Linked DNA regions of Sus scrofa: region 1 is linked to region 2. Evidence: chromatin contacts called from public Hi-C data. All regions are on one chromosome and are shown on one strand. The core of a region is the stretch at or near the end of the contact, and the rest is flanking DNA. Distances in the headings are between cores, read along the strand shown. Region 1 overlaps NSMCE2 (E3 SUMO-protein ligase NSE2). Region 2 has its middle 130 kb from the start of TRIB1.

What was found. A called contact is a pair of places that touch in the nucleus more often than the background predicts.
Region 1: a contact with region 2 is called in a Hi-C map of liver, with 5 times the contacts expected there. The contact joins two enhancer-like sites. A contact is called at or near these places in 4 of 47 Hi-C or Micro-C datasets (liver and skeletal muscle) and 1 of 2 datasets of contacts at active chromatin or transcription factors (alveolar macrophages).

Annotation. Positions count from the first base shown.
Region 1 is chr4:14,385,829-14,389,780 of Sscrofa11.1, reverse strand. The region is part of intron 4 of NSMCE2 (E3 SUMO-protein ligase NSE2); the gene reads left to right. Among named protein-coding and RNA genes, the nearest start is that of TRIB1, 90 kb to the right of the region's middle. Within about 2 kb of position 1,605, at least 5 of the 83 cell types and tissues checked have an H3K27ac peak or open chromatin away from gene starts, as enhancers often do. A contact at or near this core is called in liver, where this site is marked.
Region 2 is chr4:14,162,565-14,166,537 of Sscrofa11.1, reverse strand. No RefSeq gene overlaps it. Among named protein-coding and RNA genes, the nearest start is that of TRIB1, 130 kb to the left of the region's middle. Within about 2 kb of position 2,382, at least 7 of the 83 cell types and tissues checked have an H3K27ac peak or open chromatin away from gene starts, as enhancers often do. A contact at or near this core is called in liver, where this site is marked.

The DNA of each region.
Region 1 (3,952 bases), core at 356-2,855, 220 kb before region 2:
GGCTGTCACATGCCAACCCCATAGTTAGCATTTTACCCAAAATGTTTTTATCCTCAGAGCAGCCCTACCACACAGGTGTTGTTTTCCTATCTGCAGATGAGGAAACAAACTCAGGAAGATTGGGTAACTCGCTCAAAAACACAGAGGAGCTGAGGGAGGCAGGATTCAGGTTCGTGCTGCCTCCTCCCATGAGACCTCCCGGAGAATAGTGGGAGGCAAGTTGTAGCTAGCCTGCCAGGACGTAATGAAAATTGTCCATTTTTGTCTATAAACCAAGAAAGGAGCCATGGGGGAGATGTTACACAGGCTGAGTCGGGGGAGCGCCAGCACCCGCTCTTGCAGGAGTCTGAATTTATGGTCAGGAACGGACACGTGGAACTAGAGGTTACATATTTGGCAGATCATTGATGTGGGATGTGATCCAATGAGATAGAGGAGAGGAAGGCCTCCCAGAAGATAAGCATGTGTCATATAAAAGAAGAGTTACTGATGATTTAGGCTGTTGGAGATTGAGAACTAGACATTGCTCAGCTAAAGGGGAAAGTTCACAGTGGATATGTTGGTTGCTGTATCCTCTAAACAGATAACATAGTGGCATTGGCTGAGCTAGATCCTCAGAAAATGTCATTTATGGCCCTGTGTACCTATGGCGCTGTCCTAAAACGCTGCAGCAAGGAAGTGAAGAGTCAGGACTGGGAATATGACAAACTCGGAGAGGCCATATAGTATCACACAGCACCTTGTGACAGAGGTGGAAGAACAGGGAAAGTTAAGCCCTGGCAGGACCCTGGTGCCAACAAGAAGGGATCACTGAAGGGGGTTTAGAGACGATATAAAGATGGAGCTGGGAGTTCCCGTCGTGGCTCAGTGGTTAACGAATTCGACTAGGAGCCATGAGGTTGCAGGTTCGATCCCTGGCCTTGCTCTGTGGGTTAAGGATCTGGTGTTGCCGTGAACTGTGGTGTAAGTTGCAGACGCGGCTTGGATCCCACGTTGCTGTGGCTCTGGTGTAGGCTGGCAGCTACAGCTCCGATTCAACTCCTAGCCTGGGAACCTCCATATGCCAAGGCAGCAGCCCAAGAAATGGCAAAAAGACCAAAAAAAAAAAAAAAAAAAAGATGGAGCAGAAGACAAAAGCAAACTCAGCCGGTCTCCTGGAATCCAAGGGGGAGAAAAAAAGGACCTGATGAGTGCTTTATTATGTGCTGAGTACATTAAATAATGAATTTACTCAAATTAAATGAGGTATTCAGTTACATTCTCATTCCTTACAACAGTCCTGCCAGCTGAGTATTGTCCCATTTTACAGCGGAGGAAACTCTGAGAGGTGGTGCCTTTCCTGATATCAGACAGCTCAGGAGGCAGGATCCACCCTGATCCGACCCTGAACCCCTTGTTCCTCCCTCAGTCAGAAGTCGGGTGGGGTGGGAGGGGGGACCGGTTATGTGCAGAGTTGGAAGCTGTGAAAGGTTGACAAGGATGAGACTGGGTCAGAGAAGTGACGAGGATGCTGGTGGTCTTGCTGAGTGAAGCAGCTGCAGAGCAGAGATGGGAGACGTTGACCACAGGGACGTTCACACGGTCAGGTTCATGGTTCATTTGCCGTGTGTGGCATTTTGCTGTCTGGAACATGGAAGAGTAAATATTAGCTGCATCTCACTTGCTCTTTTGGAGAATGTGAGTTCCTGGTTTGAAAATTCTTTGCAAGCCGCATTTCAGTCTACTTGGGGATAGATGGGGCGTCCAGACTGATGCCTCTTCCAATAATAGTTCCAAGAAAAATATTGGCTCCAATGTGTGGTTTTCCATATTTTGAAACTGATGGTCCCGTTGGCAACACAGACATTCACAGCAGCAAGACATCTGGAAGGTGTGAGAAACCCCTCCCCAGATTTACACAATGGTTTGGCCACCTGTGTTCAGTAATGTCCCCAGATCTGACCTGCTGGCCCTTTGCAATGACAGATGGGCTAATGTTCATGAGAGTATGAGTTTGGGAAAATGGAGTTAGTGTATATGAGGATTTTGTAATCTTGAAGTATGAAAAAAAAAAGGACAAATATTTTGCTTTCAAAGCACCTCATTGTCTGGGGCACAGTAAGAAGTCTGGGAAAATGTATTTCAGCCACTGATTCAATTTCTGTTATTGGTGCCGACTTACAGCCCTCCTCCCCCTCTAAGTACATGACAGATCTGAGCATAATTCTTTGTAGTCCATTGACTCTTGTAAAGTAATGCTGTGATTAAAAGCTTTCCTGAATACAGTTTTCAAAATGTTGGTAATAACCACATTGCCTCTACCTGCTATGTTTGGGTAACCATCGCTCTTGCTCAATTTATACTTAATATTGGTCATAGTGAAACATGTTTTCATCACTTGAAATCCAATTTTATTTGCTGAGTTACTAATGGCCACTTCAATTTCTGTAATGTAAATTCAGATGTTGTGCAAGTTTAGTTTGCAAATAGGTTGACTCATGAAGGCAACAAGTTTGCCTTGAGATCAGTACCAAAAGTCATTCGAGCTGACTACCTAAATATTCCTGAACATATTTGTTGCTTTTTAAGATAGTAGTGAACTTTGGCTGTGATTGCAAGGATAAAGGATTTGAAACTGGAATGGTTTTTGAGACTGTAGCATCTCCCCTCCTTCCTAGTCTCGTTCCTTTATTTTTCATGTTGGAAAAAGAACAAGGTCAAGAACAATAGCTGAAGTGGCCTGACCTCCCAAGGGGCAGGACCCAGAACTTTCAGTCATTCTTGTTCACTATCCACCAAAGTACTGTTTCTTCTAATTGGCAAACAGCTGGCTTGAAGGCACTGTGTTTTTCTCCCCTAGATGTTGGCTGGGGAGAAGAGTGGAAACTGCCTTTTCCATAAGAGCTCTTGAAAATATTTCTCGTACAAGGAGATCAGCAGAATACGAAAGTTGCTTCCTGCCAAATGCCCCCAAATCCCTTCTGCTTGAATTTTCTTCTCACTTTTCTTTTGAAAAGCCATGTTCCCTTTGCACTCAGGAATGGCACGTCTTATTTGTTCTAATGGCAGTATACAAACCTCTTTTGCATCAAGATTCCCAAGCGGAGTGAACAAAACCCATGGTCCTTTTCTGAATTTCATTCGTAATGGTAACAGACACTTCATCAGACCCTCAGAAGCAATACAGAGAAGAAAAGAAAAATCAAGCAAGCAATTACGTAGTTAACAGAGTACAAGATGAAAGCCTGAATGGAGTTCCTGTTGTGGTGCAGGGGTTAACAAATCCAACTAGGAACCATGAGGTTGCAGGTTCGACCCCTGGCCTTGCTCAGTGGGTTAAGGATCCGGCGTTGCCATGACCTGTGGTGTAGGTTGCAGACGCAGCTCAGATCCTGCATTGCTGTGTCTCTGGCGTAGGCCAGTGGCTACAGCTCCAACTCGACCCCTAGCCTGGGAACCTCCATATGCCGCAGGAATGGCCCTAGAAATGGCAAAAAGACCAAAAAAAAGATAAAGGCCTGCATTATAAAATCCTGAGTGTTGTAAACTCTACCTTTGAATCTGCCTGCAGGCTGTCTATCCTTTCAAAATATATTGCATGCTGTCTGAAATAGGATTTGAGATGAAATTTATTACAGGAATAATACATATAGTATGGATGGTGAAATTGAATGTTTATGGAAAGGGTTTTTTGATAAGGACTGAATCAGGCAACCTCAACGCTGAAGAAGACATCTTTCGATCTGAAATCAGACCAAAGGTTTTTCAGAGAGTCTCTGAAAATGTATTTATAGCTTTAGTCCTAAATTTACAATTGACCTGAAGGGCAAAGATGAGCAGACAGGCTGGGGAGAAAACAGACTACCTCATCGCAAGATGTAACTTATCCTGAGAAATCTTGTCCAAAATGTTATGTGTTGATAATTCACACATGGAGAGGAAAATTTTCAGCAAGGGCCCTGAAGCCTTGCGT
Region 2 (3,973 bases), core at 1,133-3,632:
GACTTCTGGGCCGCCTGGCCAAGGGGTCTAGAGTGAGGCTAACCGCGGACTGAGGGGCCTGAGCCTTGTCGCCTGAGGGCTGGTTCTGCTTCCAAGATGGCGCGCACCCGGGCCTCTGGGCCCCGTCAGCCCTCGAAGGCCTCATCCACCATCCGTTCTCAAAAAACAGCCAGCGCGGCAGCTCCGGGTGGCCAGGATTGCGACACCAAATGTGTTTGTTCCCGTGTTTGTGAAATACCTCAGAGGCACCGTTCCAGTCCCACCTGACTAGTTTTCTGATTTGCCACATGGCCCTGGCTCCATCTGCCAATCCTCAACCGGGGCTGACTGGTCAGAGAGTTTGAGGTGTGGGTTCAGAGCATAAGCGACCTCATTCCTGTCTTCCTGAGTGAGGAGATTTTTGCCTGCCTGAAACTTCTGAACATCACTGGTTGGGCTTGGAGGCAGTGCTGGGGCCCTGGGGTGATGGTGTGACCTTGGGCCAGTCAACCTCTCAGAACCTTTTGTCCCTTTTAATGCATGAAGAGGATAATAATTCCTATCTTGCAGGATTGTGACCCATAAGAGTATCACCCGATGAAAAGTCGGGATACCAGCTCACTCACCGGGCTTCCTGCCCCTAAAGGTCGCCGAAAGCACAGTTGACCTCAAATTTCTGAGTTGTTAAAATTCAATCTTGCATTTAATTCTTGCAAATGAATTACTGTCAGCATTTGACTGAGAGCAGGAAGAAGAGGCCTGGCTAATATGTAACATCATGGGAACTCAGAAGCCCTGGAAATTGGCTCAAGAACATGGCAGCAGGACGACTCAGCCCAAGAAATGGGGCTGCAGGGGACATTTGACCTAACGCATCATGTCATTCATCAGCCTCCTTCCGCCAAGGGGAAAAAGCTGAAGTTGGGGAGGGGACGGGCTAAGAATTACTGGGCTTCTGTTGTATGCCGATCACTGAGACAGTAAGAGAGGAGTTTGGCATATATTTTCTCATCTCCTGAAAAGGAAGCGGCATTACCTCCAAATAACAATCACTCATTTAATAAATATTTAGTGAGTGGTTATTATGTACTAGGTATTGCTCTTGGAACTAGAACAGGTGAGAAAACAGAGTGGTGATACGGTTTTCTCAAAGTCACCCAGCTCCTATGTGGCAGATCAAGATAAGAGCCCATCTTTTCTGAAGCTTATTCCATGGTTGTTTTCATTCCGAAATGCTGCACAGACACAGACACAGACACAGACACAGACACAGACACAGATACACAGATATGCACACACATATATACACACACACAGACACATCTGCATTCACATGCACATACCTGCACACACACACACCAACATACACACTCACACACCAGGCAATGTACCCAAACTCACACATGCACTCATGCTCACATACAAACACACACACACACATGCACAGACAAATACACCCACAGTTGTGTGTGCACACACCCCCACACCCCCATTTTTGCACGCCCAGATACCTATATACTTGCACATATATTCACACACACCATTTCATTCATTGGGAAGGATTTTTTTTAAGCTGCTGGAATTCATGCATCTTTCGTATCAGTAATATTGCAGCTGCCCTAATCCCCTGAAACCTCTTCCCTGCCCCATCCTTGGCCTCTCTGCTGCCAGTTACAAGCTCGAGTTCAAGTTGAGACCTGGGTGTCCCCAGCCCAGCACCCCCTCCCCTGCTCTCTCACGCATGTGCCAAGCGCCCAGGAAGCCCTCTTCCAAGTGTTTCATCGCGCCTCGGGGCGGGGAGCCATCCATCTTGGTTTCAACATTTTGCTTCCACCTGGCATTTTCTTTGCCAGCAAGTAGGTGAAGTAACTCACTCTAATGCTGGCGGCACTGAGAGAGGGGAGCTGTGCTCTGCTCTGTGGGGTGTTGGTGGGGACATTGCCAGTCTGTCCCATGGTCCTTCGTGATCACCCAGGAGGCAGGCTGGGGTGCTGGGTTTTAGCTTCGCTCATCAGAGGAAGCAATTCAAACTCTTCAGAATATTTCATCATCCAGGCAGCGCCAGGTGGGGGTGGTAGAATTTGAGAAACTTTGGCAACTCCCGTATCTCAGTGCTCGAGGAGTGCCAAGAGAGTCACCTTACACAACTCCTCCGTTTTCCTATGTGTCAGGGTCTCTCTCTGTATATATCTAAGGTACCTTTGCCTTTCCCATTACAGGATCTCGAAAGTGTGCTTAGGGACGCCAAGTACTCATGGAAACCTTTGGACTCAAGGTCTAGCATTGACCCTCTTCCTGGCCATGTTGCCCAATTGGATGCGTTTGCTAGAGGCAGGTTGTTGGGTTCAAACATTCATAAAAAACAATTCCCAGGCATAGTCTGTAGACAGCCAGGGAATGGTTTAGCAACATGCACTTTGCCTGGGATGAGCTCACTGTAACAAACACACACACGCATACACACACACACTGGGGAAGGTAAAATGGTAAGATGGAAACAGGAGATGCAGAGGAGATGGTGCCGAGCACGTGAACACCGCCCAGTGAGAGAGGGAACCAGGTGCCCAGGTGCCTCATGGGCGTGGGCCAGACTCTGGGATGGTGCATGATAAAGACGTGGAAGTCTGGAGGTGGCGTTTGTCTTATATGGTGATGACTTATGATTAGGTCTTATGTTGTAACTAGACCATACACCCCAGCACTCAGGGATCGGGGCTGAAGCACCGTTTCCCTCTCCTGTACCACCTAACTCACATCCCAGTGGGTAGAGAGAGTTCCGTCCGTGCGAGGAAGGAGCAGCTGCATGGATCTGATGCTTATTCATGTTCACCTCCCTTGACAGTGAGTCAACCCTTCTGGTGGCTGAGCGTGTGCATCCCTCACGTCCCTTAGCAAGGCCCTCTGTGTGGCCCAGTGGCAGGCCTGGGGGAGCTGCCTTGGCGGGGGAGGTGAGATTTACACACAGAGCCAGGTGCCGTCCTCACGTGCAGGGGACTTACTGAAGCTGCATCCTTTCAGATGACGCGTCCTATGGTGCTGTGATGAGGAGTGTCCCCTGTGTCACAGATGCCCAGGGAGACCTCTCAGAGCACGTAGGATGAGGTGGAGACTTGCGGGTAAGAAGAGGGGAGGCTGGTCCAGGGAAGGGGAAGGCCAGGAGCCAGAGTGCAGCTTGGGATACACACACAGCTTCCATTGCTCCTTCTCTTTCTTGTTTACTCGTTCATTCACCCAAAAAATACTTTTCAGAGCCCTGCTCTGTGCCAGGTACTGTTCCAGCCTTGGGGAGCAGAGCAAGTCCGGTTCACAAAGTTGTGCGGGAGCCAGATAAGGAACAAGTATGACAAGTGAGAAATGCATTAGCTGGAAAAGGACCCAGGGTCACGGGAGTGCTGAACAGCCAGGAGGCAGGAGGAGGCTCGGTGGGCAGAATCTTGAAGGATGAGGGGCATCAGCCTGGAGGTGGAATCGGGAGTTTGGGAGAAATGGCAAGAAGCACCCCAAGCATGAACCCCCCGGGAACAGAAAGAGGCCAGCCCTTGCAAGACTCCGGCGGTCCTGGGTGGCGAAGCCAGAGTGGAAGAAGTCCGGGGTGGGGGTGAGGGTAAGGGAGGGAGCGGCACAGGGTGGGAAGGTGAGAAGGAGGGGTGGGCGTGCCCAGGAGAAGGCCACACAGAACCTTCTGGGCTGTGGTAGGCTTTTGGACTCTCTAGAGCCGTCTAAGCAAGAGCCGCTGTTGACTTGAACTGGAGTCAGGTGGCTTAGAGCCAGAGGGGACAGCTGGGCGAATGAGTCAGGAGGGTCCTACTCCCCAGATTTCTGCAAGGTGGCTTCCAGCTCTGCCCTTGTGTGACTGTGCTCTGTGCCGACCCCTGTGCTTGTGGAGGAGTCCAGGGCTCTCCCGGGAGGCCCTGCTACTCCCTGCAGCCCCCCACTCACCAGCTGCACCACCTTCCTCCCACAGGCCACTCTGTGGCCTGGGCCCTCACCCTGC